Regions from separate parts of the Pan troglodytes genome. Here region 1 is linked to region 2. The links are chromatin contacts, called in public Hi-C maps. All regions are on one chromosome and are shown on one strand. Each heading gives the region's core, a stretch centred on a gene start, on an enhancer-like site or on the middle of the called end of the contact. The rest is flanking DNA. Distances are from core to core; before and after follow the strand shown. Region 1 holds the start of PGPEP1 (pyroglutamyl-peptidase I). Region 2 holds the start of IQCN (IQ motif containing N).

Region 1 (7,121 bases), core at 1,776-4,275, 69 kb after region 2:
GTGGTTTTTTTGTTTTGTTTTGTTTTTTCTGAGACGGTGTCTCGCTCTGTCGCTTAGGCTGGAGTGCAGTGGCACGATCTCAGCTCACTGCAACTTCCGCCTCCTGGGTTCAAGTGATTCTCCTGGCTCAGCCTCCCCAGTAGCTGGGACTACAGGCACGCGCCACCACTCACTGCTAGTTTTTTGCATTTTTAGTAGAGACAGGGTTTCACCATGTTGGCCAGGCTGGTCTCGAATTCCTGACCTCAAGTGATCCGCCTGCCTCGGCCTCCCAAAGTGCTGGGATTACAGGCGTGAGCCACTGCGCCTGGCCAGGTTAGTGTTTTGATCTGCTCTTTTCTCCCACTTGGCTTGGACCTCATTCCCTGGCCAGCTCAGACAGCTCTCTGATGTTCTGCATTCTACCTGAAGCTGCTAAAGACCAAAATAGCCACTGAGCGTGTGACCTGGTGTGTGGGCTTCCAAACAGGGCTCAGGGGCAGTCTAGAGAACTCTGCCCTTGGTGTTGGAGGAATTCGGGGGTGGAGCCAGTAAACACCATAGTACCAGCTGGGCACGGTGGCTCATGTCTGTAATCTCAGCACTTTGGGAGGCCAAGGCAGGCAGATCACCTGATGTCAGGAGTTCAAGACCAGCCTGGCCAACATGGTGAAACCCCATCCCTACTAAAAATGCAAAAATTAGCCGGGCACGGTGGCAGGCGCTGGTAGTCCCAGCTATTCAGGAGGCTGAGGCAGGAGAATCGCTTGAACCCAGGGGCCGGAGGTTGTAGTGAGCCTAGATCGTGCTATTGCACCCCAGCCTGGGCGACAGAGTGAGACTCTGTCTCAAACAAACAAACAAAAAACCATAGTGTCTTGGCGAATGATGGCAAAGTCAAAGTGGAACGGGCTATCAGTGAACCACACAGTCAGGAGTTCTGGCTCATGCCTGTTATCCCAGCACTTTGGGAGGCTGAGGCAGGAGGATTGCTTGAGCCCAGGATTTCAAGACCAACCCAAACAGGCAACATAGCAAGACCTCGTCCCTACAAAAAATATAAAAATTAGCCGGGCATGGCAGCACGCGCCTGTAGTCCCAGCTACTCGGGAGGCTGAGGTGGAAGAATTGCTTTAGCCTTGGAGATTAAGGCTGCAGTGAGCTGTGATCGCTCCATTGCTCTCCAGCCTGGGCAAAAGAACAAGATCCTGTCTAAAAAAAAAAAAAAAAAATTCGTGACCCAAGTCCAAGGTCCAGTCCTGTTTCTGAAGATGTGGCCAGAAACTCAGCTTTCATTTTCTACCTGTTTTTAGAGGAATTCTGGTCTCTGATGAATGTTGGCAGAATGTGCCTGGGGATGTGCTGGGTGTTGAGACGCAGCTCTAACAGAACAACACTTCCTCCTCTAGAAGTTCTCATCTCTATGTCAGAGGAAATGGGAAGCCAACCAGAGAGGCTGTGACTATACTAAATGATTTCTGCTTAATAATACCTGGGGAGTGGGGGCCGGAGGCGGTGGTTCATGCCTGTAATCCCAGCACTTTGGGAAGCTGAGAAGGGTGGATCACCTGAAGTCAGGAGTTCGAGACCAGCCTGGCCAACATGGTGAACCTCCCTCTCTACTAAAAATACAAAATTAGCTGGGTATGGCGGCACTCGCCTGTAATCCCAGCTACTTGGGAGGCTGAGGTGGGAGAATTGCTTGAACCCGGGAGGCAGAGGTTGCAGTGAGCCAAGATCACACCACTGCACTCCAGCCTGGGTGACAAGAGTGAAACTACGTCTCAAATAAATAAATACATATATAATTTCTGCTTAAGAATACCTGGGGGACTAAATAATCTGTACAACAAACCCCATGACACGAGTTTATCTATATAACAAACCTGCACATGTACCCCAAAACTTAAAAGCTAAAAAAAATTAAAAATGATTTCTGGCCAGGTGTGCTGGTTTACACCTGTAATCCCAGCACTTTGGGGAGGCCAAGGTGTGCGGATTGCTTGAGCTCGGGAGTTCGAGACCAGCCTGTGCAACACTATGAAACCCCCATCTCTACAAAAATACAAAAATTAGCTGGGTGTGGTGCCACACACCTGTAGTCCCAGCTACTCAGGAGGCTGAGATGTGAGGATCAGTTGAGCCCTGGAGGTCAAAGTTACAGAGCTATGATTTTGCCACTGCACTCCAGCCTGGGTAACAGAGTGAGACCCTGTCTCCAAAAAAAAAAGAGAGAAAAAGGAAATTATTTCTGAGCTTTATTGCTATGAAGAGGATGGAACCAGGGAATGAGATGGAACCACTGGGGGGTAGCAGTGAGGTCATTTCAGCCAAGGAGGGCCAGAAGGAACCCTCAGAGGAGGTAATAGGATAGCAGGGAGGTGATAGCCAGAGAAGGCCCCAAGGAGAAAGTGACAGTTCACCCCTCGGAGGAGGTGACAGCCAGGACAGGAGGAGGGCCCCTGGGAGGAGGCGACATTGGAACACTGGAGCTGAGGCCTGAAGGAGGCCAGCTTCGCAGGTACCTGCGGGGTGTGTTCCGGCAGAGGGAACAGCAGGTACAATCGCCCTCCCCCATTAGCCTCCTAGGACCATGGGGGCCTGCAGAGAAACTTCTGGCACCACACAAATGTGGTTGCCGTGTTTTTCCTTTTTTACTCTGTCCTCCCCCACCCCCGCCAACTTCCTGGCCTGAATGCTGCTCCTGTGACCCCTTGAGGCGAGTGACCTCGGGGAAGTGGCATTCTGTGCCTCAGTTTCCTTATCTGGAAAACGGGCCTTGCTCGTGGGGACTTCCCTCCCTAATTCTGGGCAGTATGCATGCATAGGGCAGGCCCTCGATGAACCCTTGCAGAATAAAGGACCGGCTCATCCCCAGCACCTGGCTCAGTGCGTGCAAGCGGCTACACACTATGGCATAAGATGTTCCCATTTTGCAGACGGGGAAACGGAGGCTGGGGAATACCGGGCCTAGCCGACGGGGGCGGGGCGCAGGGCGCGCACGCTGCGTCTCGGGCCCGGGGGCGCGCACGCCGAGCGGCCGACCGGGGGCGTGGCCGGGGGCGTGACAGGGGCGTGGCCTCGCGCGGCCGAGAGGCTGCAGCGGCAGCAGCTGTCGCGCCAGTCGCAACAGAAGCAGGTCCGAGGCACAGCCCGATCCCGCCATGGAGCAGCCGAGGAAGGCGGTGGTAGTGACGGGTACGCTGGCTGATGGGGGCTGTAGCGGCAGCGGCCGGGGGCAGAGGCGGGGGCGGCTCCGGGACTGCGGGGCCGAGAGGGGCAGGTGCTGGAAGTCCTCTCAGATTTGGAAGGTGTCATCACCCGCGGGAGCCCCGCGCAGCCCAGGCTTCCTGGAAAGTGGAGGAGGAGGAGCCTTGGGGGTCCCAGGGTCGGGAGTCAGGGCAGTCAGGCGCGGGGCTTGGGGGGCCGGGCAAAAGCCCGGCGCTGCGCAGGCCCCCCTGGCGTCCTTTCCTCCCAAGGTGGGGATGGTGACCCTCCTGGCACCTGCCTCCTCTGTCTGGCCTGCGGGCTGGACTGGACCCTTCCTCCCTGCCCCTTCCGAGGTCCAGCCTGTCCCCACACCGCTCCCCCAACCCCTGGCCCCAGGGGACAAAGGCCGATTTGCGGGCAGGAAGTGTCCCAGTGACAAATGAACCTCCCAGTCACTGTTCGCCGCGCCCTGCGCTCCTGGGGGGCTACTCTCCCAACGCAGGGGCAGGTGGGGGTCCGGGGACCTCGGGCTCTCCCAGCTGTCCCAGGGACTGTCTTCAGCGGAAACCTTTTTGTGTTTTGTGCCAGGGCTGTTTGTTGGTGAGTCAGGGCCCCTGCTGTCACCGACTCCCCCCCACCCCCAAACCAACTGTTTCTCCTCCCTGAGACTCCGCCTCGGGGCCACGTGGGGCGCCAACTTCCGCTGGGGCCTCAGAGTCAAGGAGTGGGGGGGGTCATTTTGACCTGCTGTCTGGAGGGGTCAGAGTGGGAAATCCAGCAAAGGTGCACACAGGTGTTTTGTGGCTGTTGAAGGGAGGTTGAGGCTGATCCAGGAGATTCAGGGAAGAAGGAAGAAACAAGGCACCTGCTTAACAGGTGTGTATAATTGGGAGGAGGGTCACTGCCCCCACCCCTTCCAGCCTTCCTTTATCTGGTTATTTATTCCAGCACTTTTTGCATGAGCTGATTACATCTTTACTGTCTCCATTTTGCAGAAAGGGAAACTGAGGCTCACAGAGGTCATCCAGTTTGTAAGGGGCTGAGCTGAGACTCAAACTTTGGCTGTACAGAAGGATAGAGTTAGGAGGTCCCCTCCTGAGCCACAGCCCCTACCTGCTATCCCAGGCTACAGCATCTCTGCATAGCATTCATATCCTGTGGGATCACTGGCCCAGATGGACCGTATTTTTTTTTTTTTTTTTTTTGAGACGGAGTTTTGCTCTTGTTGCCCAAGCTGGAGCACAACGGCGCGATCTCGGCTCACTGCAACCTTCGCCTCCTGGGTTCAAGCGATTCTCCTGCCTCAGCCTCCTGAGTAGCTGGAATTACGGGCACGCATCACTCCATCTGGTTAATTTTTTGTATTTTTAGTAGAAACGGGGTTTCACCATGTTGGCCAGGCTGGTCTCAAACTTCTGACCTCAGGTGATCCGCCCGCCTTGGCCTCCCAAAGTGCTGGGATTACAGGCATGAGCCACTGCACCCAACCCCAGATCTGGATTTGAATCCCAGCTTTTTCACCTTCTTGCTGTGTGGCCTTGGGCAGCTAGCTTCACCTCTCTGTGCCTCAGTCCCTGCTCCTGGAAACTGGGCCCAGGAAACACCCTTGCCTGAAAGGGGATGTGGCCAGGCTTAATGCCAGGAAGATCACTTAGCACAGCCTTGGGCGACTGTCGTGTTTTGGAAAGGGGGCCTGGAGTTTGAGCTAGCAGGGAGGAGGGTGACAAGGTGAAATCTAGACAGCCTGGAGGGCTCATTCCTCATTTGGTGCCAATTCAGGGCATTTTGGGACAGTGACACAATAATTGTAGGTTGAGTCAAGGGGACCAGAGGAAGTGAAGACAGGATCAGGACCTTTTCGGAGGCAGAAGAGACCTCTGGCCCCTGGCTGAGCATGAGGGGCAGGTGGAGGTGAAGACAGGAAGGGACTCATTGACTTCAGAGCGGACAGGTGCAGGACGGCGGCTCTGACGGGCCTCCAGGTGCTCCCAGAACTCAGGACCAGGCCCCCAATGTTGTCCCTGGCAGCTGCGCCCTGAAGCTCCTTTCTTGCTTCTCCAGGTGGGAGTAGTGGCCAGGCCAGGGGCAGACTGGGAAGGGCCACTCTTGGGTAATATATTGCTTTTCCTGTTTTTTCAGGATTTGGCCCTTTTGGGGAACACACCGTGAACGCCAGTTGGATTGCAGTTCAGGTAACTTAGATCCAGAGGGTGGGAGTCAGGCTTGGAGCTGGGCACCCCCCAGAAAGTTATGGCATCCAAGAAGGTCCCCTTTTAACAAAAACTTTTTTTTTTTTTTGAGACAAAATCTTACTCTGTCACCCAGGCTGGAATGCAATGGCACAATCTCAGCCCACTGCAACCTTCGCCTCCTGGGTTTAAGCGATTCTCCCACCTCAGCCTCCAGAGTGGCAGAGATTATAGGTGGCTGCCACCACGCCCGGCTAATTTTTGTATTTTTAGTAGAGTCGGGGTTTCACCATGTTGGCCAGGCTGGTCTCGAACTCCTGACCTCAAGTAATCCTCCTGCCTCAGCCTCTTAAAATGCTGGAATTACAGGCGTGAGCCACTACGCCCAGCCAGCTCTTACAAAACGATGTCGGATCCACATCTCTTCCTGGATAGTAACCACCGGAGCACACATCTGTTGAGTGTTTGTACCCCAGCGCTCTGAATCCTCCCAACAACCCATGCATAGTACGTGTAGTTATTCTTGTGCCCACTTAACAGAATAGGAAACTGAGGCCCAGAGGAGGGATGAAGGGAGTTCTCCGAGGTCACACAGCCAAGAAATGGGAGTGGCATTGCCTCAGAAGTGGCCCTGGCCAGCGGCTACAGATCTGGGTCTGGAGGGCCAGGTGTGGATATAAACGTAGCTGGTTTCCAGGACACAGCTGTTTATGTGGTGCTGGCGTCTACTTTACCTAGGAATTATCCAACTCTAGGATCTCCCTCTTTTTTTTTTTTTTTTTTTTTTTGAGACGAAATCTCACTCTGTTGCCCAGGCTGGAGTGCAGTGGCACGATCTCGGCTCACTGCAACCTCGCCTTCCAGGTTCAAGCGATTCTCCTGCCTCAGCCTCCAGAGTAGCTGGGATTACAGGCGCCCGCTACCACGCCTGGCTACTTTTTTCTATTTTTAGTAGAGACGGGGTTTCACCATGATGGCCAGACTGGTCTCAAACTCCTGACTTCAGGTGATCCAGCCACCTCGGCCTCCCAAAGTGCTGGGATTACAGGTGTGAGCCACTACCCCCGGCCAGGATCTCCCTCCTTTTTAAAAATCTTTTCCATTGACTCAGACAAATCGTGACTCAGGTTGGTTTCTGAACAGCCAAAGTGAGAATTCTCTGGTATGTTTTAGGCAGGTAATTCATGGTTCAGGAAGGACCAGGCAGGAATATGTGGGGTGGGGTGGCAGGGGAACATATCTTGACCTTATAGGAGGGGGTACAGTGAGCCTCGCTGTCATCTCCTCGCAGCTGGGGGAGGAAAAGATGGCATATTAGGGGCCGAGGGGGGCTGTCATTCCTGGTGCCCTGAAGAAGATGCCAGTCTGCAAAACCTTTCTAGTTTCTTTTCCAGATGGAGTATTTTGTAGGGACAGGCTGGGGAGCAATGCACAGAGAGAAAGACGGAAGTGTTTTCTCGTTATATAAATCAGATCGGCAGAGACCAGAGCCAAACCCCTGTTTATCCTAGCCTATGAGCTGCCTGATTTAAAGTAACCTCTGTTCCCATTCCAGAATCCTAGATTTGGAGAAAAATCTAAGTTGAAACCTCAGCGTGGCAGTCCCCAGCTGTACCCCCCATTTTTTAATCACCCCCTCACTCCCCAACTTCAGACCTCAAAGTTTTGGCTGTTTCCCTTTTTTTTTTTTTTTCTTTCCTGCCCACTTCGTGAACGGGATGGAGGGACGGGGTCCCGGGACCC
Region 2 (6,286 bases), core at 2,599-5,098:
ATCTCTTTTTTGTTTTTAAAACAGAGTCCCACCCTTTTGCCCAGGCTGGAGTGCAGTGTCACAATCTCGCCTCACTGCAACCTCTGCTTCCCAGGTTCAAGTGATTCTTGTGCCTCAGTCTCCCAAGTAGCTGGGATGACAAGTGTAAGCCACAGTGCCTGGCTGAGACCCTGTCTCAAAAAAGAAAAAAAAAGATTGTGATTAAAGAGTAAGCATAAGATAAAAGGTAGCCTGGGAGGCCAGGCATGGTGGCTCACACCTGTCATCCCAGCACTTTGGGAGGCCAAGGCAGGTGGATCACAAGGTCAGGAGTTCGAGAACAGCCTGGCCAACATGGTGAAACCCCGTCGCTACGAAAAATACAAAAATTAGCCAGGCACAGTGGCATGCACCTGTAATCCCAGCTACTTCAGAGGCTGAAGCAGGAGAATCGCTTGAACCCGAGAGATGGAGATTGCAGTGAGCCGAGATCATGCAACTGCACTCCAGCCTGGGCGACAGAGTGAGACTCTGTCTCAAAAAAAAAAAAAAAAAAAACCAGGCACAGTGGCTCACGCCTGTAATCCCAGTGCTTTGGGAGGCCGAGGTGGGTGGCTCACGTGAGGTCAGGAGTTCAAGACCAGCCTGGCCAACATGGTGAAACTCTGTCTCTACTAAAAATACAAAAATTAGCCAGGTATGATGGCAGGTGCCTGTAATCCCAGCTACTTAGGAGGCTGAGGTGGGAGAATCTCTTGAACCCAGTAGGCGAAGGTTGCAGTGAGCTGAGATCATACCATTGCACACCAGCCTGGGTGACTGAGCGAAACTCAGTCTCAAAAAAAAAAAAAAAAGATAAAAGGAAACTCTATGTGGTACTTTAGGGCTGAGGGAGTATCCCCAAAAAAGGGGCAAATTTGGAGAGCATTCAGACTTCCTTGGAGAAAGTATGGTCCCGCCTAACAAGTTAACGGAGATAATTGCTGGATCGGCCAAGCCAGAGCTGGTCTGGAGTTGCAAAACAAGCAAAAGGCCCACCCTCCAGGGTGCAGATGTGGGAACAGGTTATCAACAGTTGGTGCTCTGGATGTGCACTGGAAACCTAAGTGTTGTTGGGGCAGGAGGCCTTCAATGTGTATGGGCCACCGTGGGGGCTCTGTTCTTTTATTATCATTTATTTATTTATGATTTTTGAGACAGAGTCTCACTCTGTCCCCCAGGCTGGAGTGCAGCGGCACGCACCATCTTGGCTCACTGCAACCTCCGCCTCCCGGGTTCAAGCGATTCTCCTGCCTCAGCCTCCCGAGTAGCTGGGATTACAGGCATGAATCTCACCACACCCAGCTAATTTTGTTTGTTTTGTTTTGTTTTTGGAGGGACGGGGTTTCACCATGTTGGCCAGGCTGGTCTCAAACTCCTGATCTCAGGTGATTCGCCTGCCTCGGCCTCCCAAAGTGCTGGGATTACAGGCGTGAGCCACCGCGCCTGGCCTTTTTTTTTTTTTTTTTTTTTTTCTCTCTTTTGAGTTTTGTTCTTGTCGCCCAGGCTGGAGTGCAGTGGCGCGATCTCCTTTCACTGCAACCTCTACCTCTCGGGTTCCAGCGATTCTCCTACCTCAGCCTCCTGAGCAGCTGGGATTACAGGCACCTGCCACCACGCCTAGCAAATTTTTGTATTTTTAGTACAGATGGGGTTTCATCATATTGGTCAGGCTGGTCTCAAATTCCTGACCTCAGGTGATCCACCCACCTTGGCCTCCCAAAGTGCTGGGATTACAGGCATGAGCCACCGCGCCCGGCCTTAGGGGCTCTATTTTTTGTGTGTGTTGAGAGGGCTGCGGAAAGGTTTTCACCAGGTCAAGACTGCAAAGTCACAGGACCACGTTCTGGATCCAGGGCTCGGGCAGGCTTCACCTGGTGTCTTCACACCTCTATCCCTAATGCCTCACCAGCGCCCTCTATTGAGAAATCTTAGCATTGTGCTCACTTTTTTTTTTTTTTTTTTGAGACGGAGTCTCGTTCTGTCTCCCAGGCTGGAGTGCACTGGCACCATCTCGGCTCACTGCAAGCTCCGCATCCCGGGTTCACGCCATTCTCCTGCCTCAGCCTCCTGAGTAGCTGGGACTACAGGTGCCCGCCACCACGCCCAGTTAATATTTTGTATTTTTAGTAGAGACGGGGTTTCACTATGCTAGCCAGGATGGTCTCCATCTCCTGACCTCGTGATTCGCCCACCTCGGCCTCCCAAAGTGCTGGGATTACAGGCGTGAGCCACCGCGCCTGGCCGAGCATTGTGCTCACTTTAAACAAGACATAACGAAAGAAATTCCTTTGTTTATCACATATTGAAAGGGTCCATTTGGAGACAAGAGGCAATGCATGGATAACTGACACACATATATTTATTATTATTTTTTTTTGAGATGGGTGGAATCTTGCTCTGTTGCCCAGGCTGAAGTGCAGTGGCACGATCTTGGCTCACTGCAACCTCCGCCTCCCGGGTTCAAAGTGATTCTCCTGTCTCAGCCTCCCGAGTAGCTGGGATTACAGGCACTTGCCATCACACTTGGCTAACTTTTGTATTTTTAGTAGAGTTGGGGTTTCGCCATGTTGGCCAGACTGGTCTCGAACCCCTGACCTCAAATGATCCGCCCGCCTCGGCCTCCCAAAGTGCTGGGATTACAGGCATGAGTCACCATGCCCGGCCTAATTATTATTATTATTCTTTTTGAGACGGAGTTTCACTTTTGTTGCCCAGGCTGGAGTGCAATGGCGCCATCTTGGCTCACTGCAACCTCTGCCTCCAGGTTCAAGCGATTCTCCTGCCTCAGCCTCCCAAATAGCTAGGATTACAGGCATGCGCCACCACACCTGACTAATTTCGTATTTTTAGTGGAAACGGGGTTTCTCCATGTTGGTCAGGCTGGTCTTGAACTCCTGATCACAGGTGATCTGCCCGCCTCGGCTTCCCAAAGTGCTGGCATTACAGGCGTGAGCCACCTTGCCTGGCCTAATTTTTGAATTTTTAGTAGAGATGGGGTTTGACCATATGGGTCAGGCTGGTCTCAAACTCCTGAGGCAGGAAAATCACTTGAACCCGGGAGACAGCAGCTTTGGGAGCTGAATGGGCCCATTCCAGGGGCTGAGGTTTCATCAACCAAACGGTGCAGCTCTTTAGAGGAACTCAACCAGAAGGGGTGAGAAACGGGATTGTGGAGGATGAGAAGAAGGAACAGGGGCCCCCTGGACACAGAAGCCAAGCGACTGGCTCGGTAATTTTGAGTCTCAATTGAGCCTCAATTTCCCTATCTGTCACAAGACATAAGATCACCATCCTCAGGTTGCCAAAGAGACACAACAGGCCCAGCTGGGTGCAGTGGCTCCTGCCCGTAATCCAAGCACTTTGGGGGACCAAGGTGGGAGGATCGCTGCAGCCCAAGAGTTTGAAAACAGCCTGGGCAACATGTCTCTATTTATTTAAAAAAAAATAATAAAGAGACATAACAGGCTCTCCAGGATGTCCCCCATCACAGGTGAACAAATCCGCCATCAAGGCTTTAGAGGTCCCTAGAGCCCCTGCTCTGAGGGGCCAAGGAGCTGACCCATCATTTGCAGTCACCCAGAAGGCCCAGAAGGGCTCTAAAGGCACTGGGGGCCAGAGGAGAACGACAGGGTCCCCCACGAACCCTCGCAAACAAGTCCTCCACCAGCCCCACTCACCCGCCCCCAAAGCCACCAGCCCCACTCACCTGCCCCTGAAGCTAAACCCAGCAGTCTGAACGGCCAGTCTTGGAGCCCTGGTGCCGCAGCAGCTTTGTGACTCAAAGCCAAGTTCTGGCCAATCCCTGGCAGCTCTTAGGGGGTGGGGATTCTAGAAGGCACAGCCAGAGGTTGGGGAACAGGATGCAGGGCAGGGCCAAAGGTCATGGTGGTTGCTACCTACACCGGCTCATCCTGAGTACAAAGGGTTCTCAGCACAGAGGGAACCCCAAATCTCCCCCTCCATGTACCTAGAGGCAGTTTCAGTCTTTCATCCCACGGGCATTTTCTGAGCACCTACTATATGCTGGAATTTGCCCCATGTCTGGGGATACAAACAACTCAAAGAATTTGGGGCTGTAAAATGGCTAGATGGGAAGGGACCAAAAAGGGGGTGCAACGGGCCAGTCAGGGTTCTCACTGATGTCTTGGGTGTGGCTCTGAGACTGCGGGCTCCTTGGGGTGGGGCCGGACTTGATCTCTTGGGAACCCCACTGGGCCCGGCAAAAGTGGGTACTGACCCTGAGCCGCAGCGCTATAAGGGGAAGTCAGGCCGCTGTCCTGGATCACCTCCTGGGGCTGGGCTGGGGCCCAGCATGAGTCACCGCTGGCTGGGCCAAGGCTGACACGCACCTTGGACTCAGTGCAGCTGGCTCCAGCCAAAGCCAGCCTGGCCCAGACGCCTCTGCCTGGCTTCCTTGGGGAGCCGCTGAGGGTTGCCGGGACAAGAACCAGCAGGGGTGCCTGACCTCCCTCTGCAGTGATCACCCCCTCCAAAACCTTCCCTATACTGTGGGTGTGACTTTGGACAAAATCAGGGACATGGCAGATGGCAGTTGGATGGGGTTTATATCCTTTGTCTGTTTTTTGAGATTGAGTCTCGCTCTGTTGCCCAGGCTGGAGTGCAGTGCTACGATCTCGGCTCACTGCAACCTCCACCTCCCCGGGTTCAAGCAATTCTCGTGCCTCAGCCTCCTGAGTAGCTGGGACTACAGGTGCATGCTATGACGCCCAGCTGATTTATGTAGTTTTAGTAGAGATAGGATTTCACCATGTTGGCCAGGCTGGTCTCAAACTCCTGACCACAAGTGATCCGCCTGCTGCGGCCTCCCAAAGTGCTGGGATTACAGGCATGAGCCACTGCGCCCAGCTCATCCTTTGGATGTTTCATCAGAACAGGTCCCTTCTGTGCTGTCAATGAGCTAAACACAAACTGGGAGTTCTCAGGGCAATTTGAGACCGTAGGAGCCCAGTAAGGTGCTGGCCTAGCCTGAGGGTTACTACGGACAGGCTTCCGAGGACTGTGCAGCTGAGGCTGGGAGGTGGCGCTCAGCTGCATGACTGGGGGAAGAGTAGCTGGCACAGAACTACAGCTGCAGCCGTGCAAAGACCCTGAGGCCAGGAAGGCAGGATATTGGGAATTTGGGTGGAGAGGCTCCTGAAAGGAGACACTGGCCAGCCCAGGGACTGGTGCAGTCAGGACTTTTTCCAAAAAGTTTTTAAGTAAGGAGTCAGATCTGTGATTTAGAAAAAGCCCTTCACATCACAGCTCATGCCTGCTTGACTCCCCCATCAGACTGGAGGGCTGGCCTCCAGGGAGTATGCATCAACTAGGTGTCAATAAATGCTGGGGACGCTGGGCACGATGGTTCATGCCTATAATCCCAGCACTTTGGGAGGCCAAGGCGGGCAGATCGCTTGAGCCCAGGAGTTCGAGACCAGCCTGACCAATATGGCAAAACCTCGTCTCTACTAATAATACAAAAATTAGTCAGGCATGATGGCAAATGCCTGTAATCCCAGCTACTTTGGTGGCTGAGGCAGGAGAGTCGCTTGAACCCAGGAGGTGGAGGCTACAGTGAGCCAAGATTGCACCACTGCACTCCAGCCTGAATGAGAGTGAGACCCTGACTCAAAAAAAAAAACAAAAAAAAAAAAAGAGGCCGAGTACAGTGGCTCAATACCTGTAGTCCCAGCATTTTGGGAGACCGAGGTTGGAGGATCACTTGAACACAGGAGTTCAAAACCAGCCTGGGCAACACAGATCCCATCTCTACAAAAAAATTATTTAAAAATTAGTAGGGCGGCTGGGCGCAGTGGCTCACGCCTGTAATCCCAGCACTTTGGGAGGCCAAGGCTGGCGGATCATGAGGTCAGGTGATCGAGATCAACCGGGCTAACACGGTGAAAGCCCATCTCTACTAAAAACACAAAAAAATTAGCCAGGCATGGTGGCAGGCGCCTGTAGTCCCAGCTACTCAGGAGGCTGAGGCAGGAGAATGGCGTGAACCTGGGAGGCGGAGCTTGCAATGAGCCGAGATGGCGCCACTGCACTCCAGCCTGGGCGGCAGAGCAAGACTCCGTCTCAGAAAAAATACAAATACAAATTAGTAGGGCATGGTGGCGTGCACCTGTGGTCCCAGCTACTTGGGAGCCTGAGGTGAGGCAGGACAATCAGTTGAGCCTAGGAGGTCAAGGCTGCAGTGAGCTGTGGTCTTGCCACTGCACTCTGGCCAAGGCAAGAGCGAGACCTCATCTTGTAAAGAAAA

What was found. Hi-C and Micro-C count contacts between places; a contact is called where the count stands out from the background.
Region 1: a contact with region 2 is called in a Hi-C map of stem cell-derived neural progenitor cells, with 4 times the contacts expected there. The contact joins the promoter of PGPEP1 here to the promoter of IQCN in region 2. A contact is called at or near these places in 1 of 7 Hi-C or Micro-C datasets (stem cell-derived neural progenitor cells) and 1 of 1 datasets of contacts at active chromatin or transcription factors (stem cell-derived excitatory neurons).

The regions. Positions count from the first base shown.
Region 1 is chr20:20,990,134-20,997,254 of NHGRI_mPanTro3-v2.0_pri, forward strand. PGPEP1 (pyroglutamyl-peptidase I) reads left to right here and starts at 3,026. Exons shown (of 5, transcript XM_009435025.3): 1 at 3,026-3,177; 2 at 5,329-5,381. The coding sequence starts at 3,144.
Region 2 is chr20:20,920,281-20,926,566 of NHGRI_mPanTro3-v2.0_pri, forward strand. IQCN (IQ motif containing N) reads right to left here and starts at 3,849. Exons shown (of 4, transcript XM_001173887.5): 1 at 3,728-3,849.